Linked DNA regions of Columba livia: region 2 is linked to region 1. A link is a contact called in public Hi-C data. All regions are on one chromosome and are shown on one strand. The core of a region is the stretch at or near the end of the contact, and the rest is flanking DNA. Distances in the headings are between cores, read along the strand shown.

Region 1 (6,893 bases), core at 1,759-4,258:
CAGTTTAAACCCCAATCTCATACCATCTGTGGTCCTTAGAAATTTTTTGCCATTTTCATGAGTCTGAAGGGGCTAATCTGATTGGTCTGATCCAGTCCTAACTTTGTATGTGGTATCAAACTTCTTGCTAGGGTTGTGTTTGAATAAGTTCTTTTTGGCTTCTGCTCCAAAATACTGCATTTTGCTCCACAAGTTTCCTTCCAGGGCTGGCCGGCTGGGTAGGTTGCTCCATTTAGTTCCAATTGTGAGAGCTGGGCAGTTTTGTAAAAGCCCTTTGGGGCTACTTTAGGTGGGAAAAGGATCCAAGAACGAACTGTTTTGGTTTGCTCCAGGAGGCTTAGTGAACAGATGTTGGCTGCGTCCCTACTTTGAGGGCTTTTTACTGCATATTCATGAGCTGACCTTTTTAGCCACTTCCAATGCAGGAAGGATGTATATCTACATTTCGTTTGCAGTATTAGGAATATAAAAGGTTGCCTGCATGACTGAATGTGAAAATGAATTGGGGCTTATCATCTCAAGTTCTTTCTAAGTTTCTTCTGAAACCCTTCTGTGTTCTGGCTGCATCTGCTCTGTGGTGACCCACAGTTCCCTAGTTTCTGTAGCAATTACTGTTTTCCAAGGTAGAGTCACCAGGGTATGCAGTGGGGAGAAATGACAGTCTAAATTAAGAGGCTCTCACGGACTTGGAAGATGATAATTTGTCTGTAACAAAACTCCTCATTAGAATACTGTTAATTTCCTTTCTGTGACAATTATAGCACAGCACTAGCTCATATGTGCAATGTGCAGAGATATTTCCCTGAAAAAAACCTATCATTACCACCAGTGAAAAACATTCCTCAGAGAAGAAAAAAATGAGCTTATAATTTTGCAGTGGTTTTCCAGTTCAGTGGGAGTTTGGTGTTAAAGTACAGTTTTGGGGGTTCTCCCTGTTGTCTATTGCATTAATGTTAGATTTCATTGTTAGTATTTTCCCACTAGCATCTGGAATCAGAGGCCATACAGAGCTTTAGACACGGCGGTCCCCAACTGTGTGGAACCTGTTACCCTGAAATTCAGCTCATTTATTCTCTTTAAAAACTCGCTTCCCTTCCTACAGACATCTTTAAGTGATTGCTGTTTCTTTCTGTTGGCATAGCATATTTTTTTAATCCATCTGTTTTGAAGTTTTGATGAGATTTAGTTTTTTAATCAAAAGGAGATTGTTTTTATAATAGCTGTTTAGTGCCTATTTTGGCAGGAGTGGTGTCGTATGAGTAAAGTGGGTTAGTGCTTCTCAAAAGTGCTGGATTGGGTAGCCTGTTCTTACGCTTTGGGGAGCAGGCTGGGCAGGCTCTAGATGAGCAAGAAGTGGATGTTGTGCTCAGGGAATCACCTTTAAACCTGAAGAAGGTCTGCTCTGTTTAGCTGATTATGACAGTTTGCTCATTGAGGGGAGAGAACCTCTGTTGTCCATCAGTTGCACTGGAGAGCCCTGAAGACCTTTTACTTTGTTATAATTTTCCCATCTGAATCCTGAAGTAGAACGGTTCTGCTCTTCATGGCCAAAGGTCCTGGTTTGTCTTCTTGCACTTGCTTTAAACGTTTAGCTAAAATCTTCAAAATACCAGAAGGGATATTTCTTAAAAAAATATCTTTTGGCTAGGATTGTGATCAGCTGGGCTCAGAACCATCAACGGAGGGAAGTTTTTTACTGTAGCACTCCTTGAAGAAGATAATTCCTTTCTAGTGTTTGTTCAGGATGGGGCGTCTGGGCAGTACTACAGGATAAGGTTATCATCTTAACTCTTTCATTTGTTCCCAAAATACAGATCATTTGCAGGACTGAGGTCTCCTACTGGTTTTACCAAGGGATCAGATCAGGTGACAGAGATCATTCCCTTTACTTGACCTTGCTCAGCTGTGTGGGATGATATTTTAACCCTCAGCCCTGACCTTAGATTAGTGCCAGCCATGCTGGGCTCTGAGATGTGGAAGCTTGCTGTTCTCTGGTGGCTGTAGCTCATGTGGGTACATGGAAAGAACTTGGCACTTTTCCTACAGAAAAATCTTTTAGTAACTAAGGAGCTAGGACCCAGTGGCTAAGAGCATGGGCTCTGTGGTTTCCCATCACTGTGTGGGAGAAATTTGATCCAGATCAAAAATAATACGCAGTATGGTGTTCATGACAGCTGTGGATGAGAGTGTGGTGTATGCTCTGCTACTGATGGATGGAAGATCCCATTCCTGTTCCAGAGGTATTCTGTCTGGTTTTATTTGGCCTTTTCTGGTTGGTTGTTTTCCTAAAACAAATTTGTAGGGGAAAAGGGGGACTTCTACTTTGGCTCTGTCCTTGTGGCTGAGGTTTGTCTGATCTGGTACTGGAGCTCTTGGATTAAGAAGACGTGGCCCATGGCACTGGCCCGTCTCTGCTCTGACTCTGGGCTCTGTCTGGCTCTGACTGTTGCTGAAGCAGAGACAGTGGCACCGTGTGGATCAGTTTGGCTCTGCCTGCCCTTCCCCCTTGCCAACCTGCTATTTCTGTACTTGATTGGAAGAAGCTAAAACTGTTGGATTTTTGCCTTCAGTCAAGGCATTCCTCAAGTTCCTAATCCATGCTCCAGATGGTTAAGATACCCATCTTGACATATAGGAACAAATAATTATGGTAAAGAATTTAAAACCTCACACCGGCCCTGAATTGTGAGACTCTCCAGGACGGAGAAGTTGGCTTAAGAAAGTCCAAATCCCCCGGGACGCCTTGCCACCTGCCCACACTTGCTCAGCGAGACCGAGAGCGGCGGGACCCCGACGGCCGGTACCTGCGGGCGGGCTCGGTGAGGGCAGAAAGAACGAGCTGAGACCTGCCCCAGGGGCTGCCCGCTACCGACCGCAGCTCAGCGGGTCGCTCCGGGGGGAGGAGGTGCCCGGGCAGGGGCGACCCGGGGCTCCCACCCTTCCCCCGTCACCGCCCAGCCCGCATCCTCGGTCGTGCTGCAGCTCCGGGCTCTGCCTCCCAGAGGCTCCGAGGACGTGCAGCTCCCCCGCACCGGGAAGGGGAGGGGAGGGCAGGGCAGGGCAGGCCGCCCCCCTCCCTGGCCGGCATGGCTCGGGGGAGGCGCCGGCCGTGCCCCGGGCTGGGGGCTGCGGGGGCGGGAGGAGGGAGCTGGCCGGGCCGGGGAGGGGTCACCTGCCCCGGCCGGAGCCGGCCGCCGGGATGCCGCCCGCCAGCGCTGCCCGCGCTAATTGGATGTTCCCTGGATGGAGGATTCCCTCCCCTCCCGGCTGCGGGAGTCATGAAGGCAGGCTCGGCTGCGCTTGAAAGTTTGCCAAGCAGCAGCTAGGTTTAATTTCTTTAAGGATCTGGGGAGAAAGGGGGGGGGGGGGGGGCGGGGGCTGGAGGGGGACCGTTTCCAAGCATGGGAGACAGGCTGCCGGAGCCTCACGCCAGCTCTTCCCCTGCTGTGGCTGCCAGCTCAGAGGCGGAAGAAATCGAGGTGCTGGACTCCGAGGATGTCCTACCTATGGCCGCAGAGGATGTAAGTTTCCTTTGCTCCGTGTGTTCCTCCCTTTCCCCCGGGCCGGGTTAATCAGCTCAAGCTATTTATAGATAAAGTCCGGGCTGGGGGGAGGAATGGGGCTGGTGACCCTCTGGGGCGAGGGAAAGCCGCCGTCCCCGCCGCTCTGCGCGCCCCTCACTGCGGGCTCCGGCAGCCGCCGGGCCGTGTCTCCCCGGAGCCGCAGCTCCCTTCTCCTCCCCGCCCCAGCCGGGCATGCTGCCGGTCCGCTCGGTGCCCGCAGCCGCGCCGCCGGGAGATGATGGCTCCGAGCAGGCTGCGGCTGGCGGGGCAGAGGCAGCTCCAGAAGCTGCAGAGGGACTGACGCCTTGGATTGAGGGGCTTCCTGGGGACAGAGAGCTTTTCCAGAGTTCCAGACCCTCTGGGGGCGACAGATGTGAAATGCTCCCACTCTCGGGAGCACGTTCCCTCTTCCAGCCCCCGAGAAGCAAACAGCCGAGGAAGTTTTTTGCCCGGCTCGGCAGGGCTGATAGCTTCTCTCCACCCTCTGAGCTCTGATTGCACCTGAGGGTGGGATAACTTGTCACCGAGTCTCTGCCACTGCTTAGAAGGACGCTAGTGGTTCTGCGTGTTTGAGCCTGGTCCTGCCACGCTGAGCAGCAAAGCCTGCAGAGCTGAGGCGGTCGTTCTGCATCTGCTGGCTCCGGAGGCAGGAGCTCGCTGTGCACCTGTTTGGGAGGGAGTGAACGTGAGCAGATCCTGTGTTCCTGGTGCATCACAGGTTTGCTCACAGCTCTGCTTCCCAGCAAACTCTGCTGGGATGAGGGCTGTGCAAAGCACTCAGTCTGCAGAGGTAAGCGCAAGGTCTGTTCCTGCCTATGGGAGGATGAAGCAGTGATACTAAATGTCCTTCCGAAGTGTGCTCTGTCTTGGGTCGTGAACCGGTATGAAAGGGACACTTGTGAATTAAGACTCCAGCAATGGCACATCCCTTTTCCGTCTACTTTTATTACACTGCTGGAGGAGCCCGCTTGGGGTTGCTTAGGGGCAGTGCTGCCTCTCATCCCCCAGCCCTTCCTTTTGAATCCTCCAGAATTCGGCTGTTGTCGGAGTTTCCCCCCAGAGGGAAGCTGAGGAAGCGCAGTTGCCCGGTAGAGCTGCATTCGCCGGGCTGTATCCCTGAGCACCGCACTCTCAGGAGGAAACGCGTGATGCAGTTTGACCTCGGTTATAACGCTGCCGGACAGCCCCCGTGCCTGACCTAAGGGCATGTGTGGCTTTCACTTGGAAAGGGTGGCGCTCCAGGAGGTTTCACCGTCCAGGTTCCCAAATACGAGTGCTTGCTTGCCTCAGACTACGACCTTTTCTTCCCTGACAAATTGTGCTTGTCTGGATGGTCTATGAGAAAGATTTCCTGTTGTGATACACATTGGTCCCCCGGAGTTACTCCAGCCTCTACACAAATGCAGCCATTAGCAATTAAATCCTGCCAGGGATCCTCCCAGGAGATGCTGAGGTGCTGAGTGTCTGGCAGGATTGGGCTTCTGAGACAGGAGGGAGACCATGAACCTTCCTTAGTGAAATCTAGATTGTCATCCTAGTTCTGCTGCTGACTTGCTGTTTGACCTTGAGGTAGGGCAGCGTGGGTCTGATCCAGCTCGCAGTGTCTTGCTGTTACTTACACTGGGATCTGCATTGTTATTTGACTCTGGTACCTTGTTTTCTCCAATCAACAAAACAGAGCTAGAGCCCGCAGTTGCATTGGTTATGGGAAGCTACCGAGACCTGGCAATAGATGATATGACAGAAGCCTGAGGTATCATGTATCATCTGCAAGTCGGAAGAGCAGGAAGCGGTGTAAATGCTCTCCTTCTCCCCGCCAAGATTTCCTGCTGAAACAAGCAGGCTACAGAGCATCATCTCTGAAAATTCAAACTGCTCTGTGCTAGGAGGGTGCCCCCTGAGACCTAACTGGGGTTGATTTTCTGTTGTTGTTATTATTACATTCGAAAGCTTGATGTAAGCTCTCTGGTTTGGTGAGCAAGCACTGACACAGGGTCAGTTTTTTATGTGTTATTAACCACAAAAATATTACGTAGTGAAGGTCTGGCTGTCACAGGCTTGACAGTGTATAACAGCTCAGCTCTGATGTCATTGCAGCCCTTGGAGCAGCGTTCCACAAAGCCGGGATTCAGGCAGTCCCAGAATGTTCTGTTCAAAGTGCTGGATTGATTTATGATGATAAATGGGAGTTTATAAATGGATAGAGACATGGGGAGCAGGGGAGCCAGCAACTTATTAAATGGAATTCAGTGGCCTGATAATCCCACTGTCTCTTCAGTCAATTCTGCTTTAAATCTGCCTACCATGTGAAAGCAAATGTTTCTCCAGGACTAGATAAGACTCTCAGCAGAGCTCTGCATATAGCAGTGTGGAGATTTGCTTCTATGAGTCTGATATTTGTTATTTTTCACATTTTATGTTTCTGGGAAGATGAATGAGGCAGAAACAAAGTGTTGTGCTGAACAGCACTTCAGATAGGAGAGCTGGAAATGTGCAGGTTTTTTCTGGAGATGCCAAGACAGCGGTTACCCCACTCTTGCCCCATGGAAGTTGCTCTCTTCTCAGCTGGTCCCTAAATCCAGGAGATATGAGAGACTGAAACACTTCATTAGGAATTTCCTCTGCTCCATGGGGCAGGGAGGTGACTTGATATTGGTTTTTCTACAAATAATAAGCTGGAGCCACTCACCAGCCTGTTTTTTCTGTTCCTGAGTGACAAGAACTTGTGTTCACATGGTCTCTGTGTTGAAGTGGAGCTTCCTCCTGTACAGGGCTTTTAAGGCAGATCTGCAGGAACAAAAGTTGTGGGGCAAATCCTTGTAATGGGCTCTCTCTAGCCTTTCACCCTCCCACCTGTGCAAGAGGAATTACCTGTTTTTCAGATGTGGACATGTGAGGCTCGAAGAACTGATGGGTTATCAAGGACCCTGCCAGGGTTGGGAGCAGGCAGCAGACAAGGTTCTGAGAACCAGACACAGTGGTCTGTGGGTCAGTGTTGGGCCACAAGACCTCAGAAAGTGATCTGAGAAACCATTGCTAACTCCTCCCTCCCCTCAATACACACCAAGCTTTCTTGATCCCTGTGAGTAAAAAAGCCTTTTATTCCTTGCTTGCCTGCAAGTAGACAAAGCGGGAGAAAACAGAATTAACACATGAATGTTCTGAATTCGTCCTAATTTGGATTTGTAAATGAAAACTGTCCTCCCTGTGGTTGGTAGATTCCCCTTTCCTCCTCCCCTGGAAGGGCAGGTGATTCTGGGATGAAGAAGGATGTTGGAAATGGCACTAAATCATTTGGTTATTTCTCTGTTAGAATATACTTCTACAGTT
Region 2 (6,855 bases), core at 4,193-6,692, 46 kb after region 1:
ACATGCTGCTCTTCTTCCCAGCAGCGTTTGGACCACACCTCCCTCTTACTGTGCACTTCCCAGTGTGTGCTTCCGAAAACTCACCAGACTGTAGGCCAGTGTCCCTCTCAAGGAGCTGTGCAAGTGCCAGAACAAGCCTGCAAAGGTGTTGGACTGGTGTTTAGAAGCTACGTGGTGCATTCTGGCTAGACTTCCTGGTTGAGGTTGGAAAAGTCAATGAAATTCCCTGTGCCTATGGTATGTCATCACTTAGTAATGTCGTCCCTTCTGTAGGGACTGAGATAATGCCTACAAGCCTGAGTCAAGATTGAACTCCCATTTTGTACACACTGTACAGACACCAGTGTTCCTGAAGAGCTGACAATCTCGACTGACCAGATAAACAGAGAATGGTCCATCTAACGCAAAATGAAGGTGCACAGTAAAATGAATCCTCCTTCATCCCGTGGGAGGTATGTAGCAGACCTGGGAAGAGAATAAAAGGCGTGGGGATTCTAACTCTGTGCTTCTCGACTGTGCTAGTCCTCCTGACTTTCAAAGAGATTTAGTTGTGTGATGTTTGTGATGCCATGGTGATGAGCGAGTGTCACAGGAAAGTTCATCCCTGTACAAAACACTCTGCCCCCTCTGGGTAGTTTCTCAGATCATTATCTTTGCACATTCCTGGCAGATAATTGCAATTTTCTTTAATTCTGTCATCGAAAAATCACAACAAGGTTTTTAACAGTAGTTTATAGTTTGAAAGTGGATAAAGACCATTTGTTCTTAAACAGAAAGCCTATATTCCCATCAGTCAATGTTCTTCTATGAAAGGCCAGAAGGATGAAGCTGATCTTCTCCTTTTTCTATGTCTCTGATGGAAGACATGCTGATATCTCTTCTCTGCCATGAAGTAACTGCTTCCATGTGTAATTGCCCTTAAGCACGAGGTGTGCCCCAGATCTCTGGATAAAAGTCACAGAACAGATTCGACCCAATGGGAGAGTAGGAAAAAATTTATAGATGTAACTTTTGTACAAGGCAACATCTGTTCTCTGCATGCTAAATCCCTCCAAAAATCCATTGTGTACAAGTTTCAGTCTGCAGTGGAGACTATTGGGCTTAGATGTGAGGCTGGTTATGTAAAATGAGAAGTGTAGATTTCCACTGCTGAGGATGTGGGTAAAGCTAGGCTTGTAAAAAGGAAGAAACACTTGGTTCTTAACTAACGTTAGCTAATTTGTATCTGGATCTTCTTCTGGTCGTGGTGGTGTTCTACTATCTCACTCATGTAACGGCAGATTGCTTTGGGATATATTTGAAGAGAAGCACCTGCACAGGAACAATTTTTGCAGCATTCAAATTTCTTCCTGTATCACCTGTGCCAAGCTTTCCTAACCTGTGCAAGGTGACCCTTCCCTGTAGCAGGCAGAACTCTGGCATTTCTTCACACTTACTGGCTGAAAAATACCTCAGGTTTATTTCACATTTGTGGCTGGCTCGAAGATGAACAGCGGGGAAGGTGTTTTGCAGGAAACTCATTGTTTTTGTGATGGATTCAAAGTTCTGTAGCTACGTAGCCTTCAAAACAATGGAGAATCCCAATGGGACAGTAAATCCAGTGATTTATCTGCAGTATCTGAAGTTAGGCTAAACGTTCATTTATTGCTAACTTCTGTGCGCTAAACTCCTTTGATATCAAGAGAACAGATAAATCTTGGAAAGGTAATAACATTTGTTAGTGGAAGCCCATCGTTCTCCTCTCATTTTCAAATGAGAAGCTAACACAATGCCATGGGGTCTATTGTTATCCTGCTTCCAGCTGAGACTTTAAAATGGTAATGTGGCCTGCTCCTTAATTTAGTACTCTTGGTCTGCTTTTTGAAGAGCAAGTGACAGCCAGAAGGTGTCCATGAAGACAGCAGTTGCTAAGGCTTGGCTGGCTGTGCCTCTAGAAAGATTCCAAAAATGCATGTTGGTCCTGATGGAGGGAGCTTTGTCAAGGGCTGAAAAGGCAGGCGAAGTTGTAAATTCTGCCCTTCTGCTTTCATGGAAAGCAGACGTTGATTATCTGGGGCCCACGCATTTGTAACACTGCCATAACTAATGACTTGCATTGATGCTCAGTCCCATTTGTTTGGTCCTGGGGAAGGAGAAAGTCTTTAATAAATCAATGAAATTGTCATTTCAAGAATGATGCATTCAGCACTGGCAAAGGCTAATTATATTTTATGGGTGCTTATTGACTGTGGAGCCTTCAAAGCTCTTAGCATGATGGGGAGAAGTGAATGGGATTGCTCCTGGAAAGTCTTTTAAGAACAGCTGTGAATCAGGGCAGTCAGTTTAGAGTCTAGGATAAACTTTGCCGAGCTCTTACAAAAGCTTCCTTTGAAAAATAAGACCCAGTGCTTTGTGTGGAAATGTCAGGTGCTGCCTCATGACGCTGACTGTGTGCCAGCCAAAGCTGCTTCCCTCCCCTCTGTGAAAGGGCACTTGGATGGGTTGACTCTTTTCTGTGATCTCAGTTTGACCTTTGCTGGTTGCTCCTAAATTAGTTCCTAAGTTCTGTGAACACGCAGGATCAGAATGGGTGCCAGAATGTGCCTGTACCCAGTGGCTTCAAAAGTCTTGAGCAAGGTAATAAAAACACTCCATTACATGCAGCAGTTTCCCATTATGACAAATTGCAGTGCTGTGTGTCTCGTGCAGGAGATAAATTTATCCTTGGAGAGAAATTTGGTGGAAAAAAACCTATTAAGATATCCAGAGAGGACTGTTTCCAGCAGTATCATTTCTAGCAGTTTTTTTCTGGTCCAACTTTAAACTCTTTTTTATGAGACTGTTCTGTCATTACTGCATCTCACCATCAGTATTTTTCTCTGATGTATATGGGAAATTGCTATGGTAACATGAAGAAAGACCAAGACAGTGAAAATGCATATACCTTAAACCAAATATTCCTAGTGGCTGTCTGAGCAATCCTTTTCTTGTATAAACCAGGACATAGATTTTCAGTGCAGTAGCTATTTTGCACTCTTTCCCCCAAAAGATGCTGGCGTTTTGTGTTAAAGGTACTGTTGTGTCATTTAGGCCCGCCTGCTTTGTAAGCAGACTCGGACACTCTCCAAACAGAATGCATGAGACCCCTGGTCCAGTGTGGCGTGGCCCTCTGCCGAGGTCCCAGCCCTGATAAGTCTCAGACACTAGCACCGTGTTGAGAAGGACCCTGTGCAGGGCCTTGGGGCTGTTGTTACCTATGTGAAGGCATGGGTAAATATTTGTACAGAGCTTTGAAAAGTAGCAAGACAGTTTCGTTAAATACTATTGATTAGGACAACAAAGGGCTTGCTTTGAAACTCTTGATTCAGCACAGGAGAAATCTGCTGCACTGGAGTCTACCAGCTAAGCCCATCTTAGCTGTCACACTCCCTACCTCTAGGCTGCAGTGGTCCTGCACATCCTGATGTGCACAGCAGGGTTTATCTACAAGACTAGTCTCAGCCCAACTTTTCCCCGCATTCAGAAGGAATTTTGTTATTGCCTATCATGAGGACAAGGACAGGTGAGCAGAGGCCTTCAATGAATACACCTTGTGTCTCACTGGGCACCTAACCAGAGGTAAAAATGCCCTCTGCTTCCCATTCTGACCACGATCACATCGAAGCTGGCACAGTGGAAAAGGCTGAGGGTCAGACAGCAAAAACAGTAAAGTGGCATATGGGTCACAAGGCAACAGAAACTGTCTTGGGACTTCTAGGCTTACCTTGCTCTGGACTTAATACCTGCTCCCATCACGGCAGTGTCATACGTGCAGGGAAAGGCTGTATCATTAAGAGGGGAGAAGAAAGGAGCAGGTCAAGTTTCTGGCTTCTGTTCCAGGCTCTGCAGCCATCTTGCTGCTTTTTTGGACGAGTCATTTAACTTCTTCAAACCCTCTATTTGAAAACAAAACAAAACAATAACAACAAGAAAAAACAACAACAAAACCAAACAAACTGCCAAGAAAAAAAAGAGTCTCACTAAGAACCAGACATACTAATGAGATCTTTGTCTGGAAGGACCTGGATGGATATGAAAAAGATAATGAACAGTAGGGAGGGAAGAAACATCATAGCTCTGGCTGATTTTTTAATTCTTTTTCAGGAACCACTTTTTTTCCCAGTGTTACAATCTACTTTCATGAAGGAGGTGCTGTTTGATTTGCTTTCCAAGACATCTCTGTCTCAAGGGTAGAGAAGGGAGACAAAGACATAGAAAAGAGGACAACTGTTGTTTTTCCTTGCCGCAGGATAGAACACCTTGGACTCAATGTTGTCCTTCAGCTCTTGGTTGGGGTTCCCCTGGAAATGGTGCATGGAGCTGCGAGGATCAGTTTTGTGTATGTTGCTGGAGTTGTGGCAGGTAGGTGACACCTCTGGATGCCCCAGATGGAGAAACATGTGAAAATGGTCTGTGCTGACTTTTGTGTAGGAGAAATATTTTGTGACATTTTGGTGTAGGAGAAGAGCAGTTGCTGATCTTCTGTGTGTTGAAATTCTTTTGAAGGCTGGAAGTGAGAAACACGCTACAACTTGACATCTGTTTCTAACTAGCCACAGGCTCTGTGTTTAGGAGATCTGCTGAAAAGGCACCAACAACCTGTTAGTTTAAAATAGCCTTCCTTTAGATGGTCGTTCTGAATGTGGAGGTTTTGCTGTTCCTTTCCTCTTGTGTCTCATAAAGGCCCAGAAGAAAAGTGGCATCACAGGCATCCCTGCATAAAGAGTCATTTTTTTTCCCCAGGTCCTGTGCCAGTTCTTCCTCCATTTGTCCTGTGCTGTCTGCTTTCTACAGCATGAGTAAGCAAGAAGTGTTTGGAGGTTGTGAGCAGTGCACAGGAATCTGAAAATTCATTTAATCATGAAGCCATGGGGTTTGATTGATTTTTAGTTTGTGCTTTATGGCTTTTATTTGTTTGGCATTTCTAGCAGTTTGGAGGTGATGAAAGTTAGCTGACAATAGATCAACATCTAATCAAAACAGGAGGAGGGTGTGAAAACAACCAAGGGCTTCACAGTGGAAGCTGGACAATGATTGACTGGTTTATGGTGATTTTTTTTTTTCCCCAGGCATTTAGTTTTATTTTTTTCCATAATGAGCAGGTAAAGCCTTTGTAAAATGGGCTGCATTGGATACTAATAAATTCTGCATTCCAGTAGAGAGACTGTGCAAAGAATAATTGGACTAGGACACAGGACTAGGCGTGGTACAAACACCACATTATTTTCTGCAGAGAAAGGAGTTAGCAGACCAGCTCCGCTGTCCCTTGCCTGTTACTTTAATAAGCACTAAAGTGGTCCCCAATCTACAACTTTCCAGACATTAGCTCTTTTATATAGATACATCTACCACGCCCCAGGGCTTCATTTATATGTTTGTAAATATGCATCGCACAACTGTGCCAGGTAAGCGAAGGAAGCAAGCGTTGCGTCTGCTGCAGTTGAGCCCAGGCGAGAGCTCTCATTGCCGCTGCCTCTTGGATTCCTGTGGCCATGGACTTGCAGGCAGGATCTGCAGGGCCAGGGGCAGGTTTTACAAGGCGTTGGCCTGGGCTTAGCACCCAGAGCTCTGGAGGCTGTAGTCAGAGCCTGTGTGAAGCTCACTAGCCCACCCAGCACTATTGGTTCATTTCTGTTACACAAATGATCCCACTTTTTTTTCCTCAGGCAAGTTGCCACATTCTCACATGCTTGTCTTTCACAACTTATGACCTATAAATTGTCAAAGTGCCAAATGGAAAGGAGAAACTTTTGAATTACAAATGTGACCAGGCAGTCCCACACAGAAAGGCATCCCATGATACCCTTTTTGTTTAAGTTGTTAGCCAAGTATTAAACGTGCTTTATTCTTTGATGTGTGCCAGGAGAGAGAGAGAGAGGCACACTTATGCTGATGATCTGGCAATATAAAGATAACTCCTAAACAACCAGGAATAAGCAGTAAAATGTAGACACGAGCCACAATGGCCACTCCCTACTTTTATGGGGTTTTTTTCCTCATTAGTCTGACTATACTAAGAAGACATGTTGAGACTGAGATCAAGAGACTGAAGGTATATGCTCAGTGCAATATCCGAGGACTTAACTGCAAGTTCTTAATACTCCTTTCTTAACTTCTCATTAACTTTTTCCTTAATGGCAGCGTTTAAGAGCTGGGAAGTCTCAGGGCCATACACTGAAGAAGAGGGAGGTATCAGCAGAGTCAGCTGGTGGAACCTCAGCAGTTTCTTGACCCAGAATCAGCTGAGCAATTAGCAAATAAGTTTGTTAGATTCTATACTACTGAGGACTCTCTCGAGATCTGCCGTTGTGTCTTTTTCCCATTCCCGCTCATCGCAAAGATCTTCATTATCCCTGCCTTGTGGCACCAAGTCTGCCTTTGTCTCTGTCTCTATCTCTTACATTTCTGTTAAAGTTTGTAACGAGAGGAGCTTTGAGCAGATCCAAGCCTCCAACTGGGATAAGGAGAAGCAATGTTTATGTTTGGATCTATTGTTATTAGTGGTGCCTTTATGTGCTCGACCTGTCTTTTTGCTGTCTCGTGTTTACTGCCTCCATCCAGGTTATTTTTAGATAGTTTTACTCTGAAGTTTAACAAGTAACAGGCTGTGCTTTGATCAGACACCTGTGCTAAGTTACAAATCCACAGTTCCTTCTTACTGTGCAAATATTTTTCTTGCCAGCATGGGAGCTACGTCTGTTTTATCTTCAGGTAAGGAACAAGACACAGACATTTTTCTATCTGCTGCTTCCTTGTTATTTTAGTCAGTAAGTGTCTTTTTGCAGCATAGGTATGTTGCTGCCTTGCTTGGCTGCTTTTAAAGTAGGCGCAAAAGAA

What was found. A called contact is a pair of places that touch in the nucleus more often than the background predicts.
Region 2: a Hi-C map of crop shows a contact between it and region 1, with 2.5 times the contacts expected there. The contact joins the enhancer-like site here to the promoter of RHBDL3 in region 1. A contact is called at or near these places in 2 of 2 Hi-C or Micro-C datasets (crop and liver).

What each region holds. Positions count from the first base shown.
Region 1 is chr18:10,327,777-10,334,669 of bColLiv1.pat.W.v2, forward strand. RHBDL3 (rhomboid like 3) reads left to right here and starts at 3,009. Exons shown (of 9, transcript XM_065034158.1): 1 at 3,009-3,521. The coding sequence starts at 3,402.
Region 2 is chr18:10,371,014-10,377,868 of bColLiv1.pat.W.v2, forward strand. It overlaps RHBDL3 (rhomboid like 3), which reads left to right. Exons shown (of 9, transcript XM_065034158.1): 6 at 4,268-4,380. Among named protein-coding and RNA genes, the nearest start is that of C18H17orf75, 17 kb to the right of the region's middle. Within about 2 kb of position 5,443, at least 1 of the 3 cell types and tissues checked has an H3K27ac peak away from gene starts, as active enhancers do.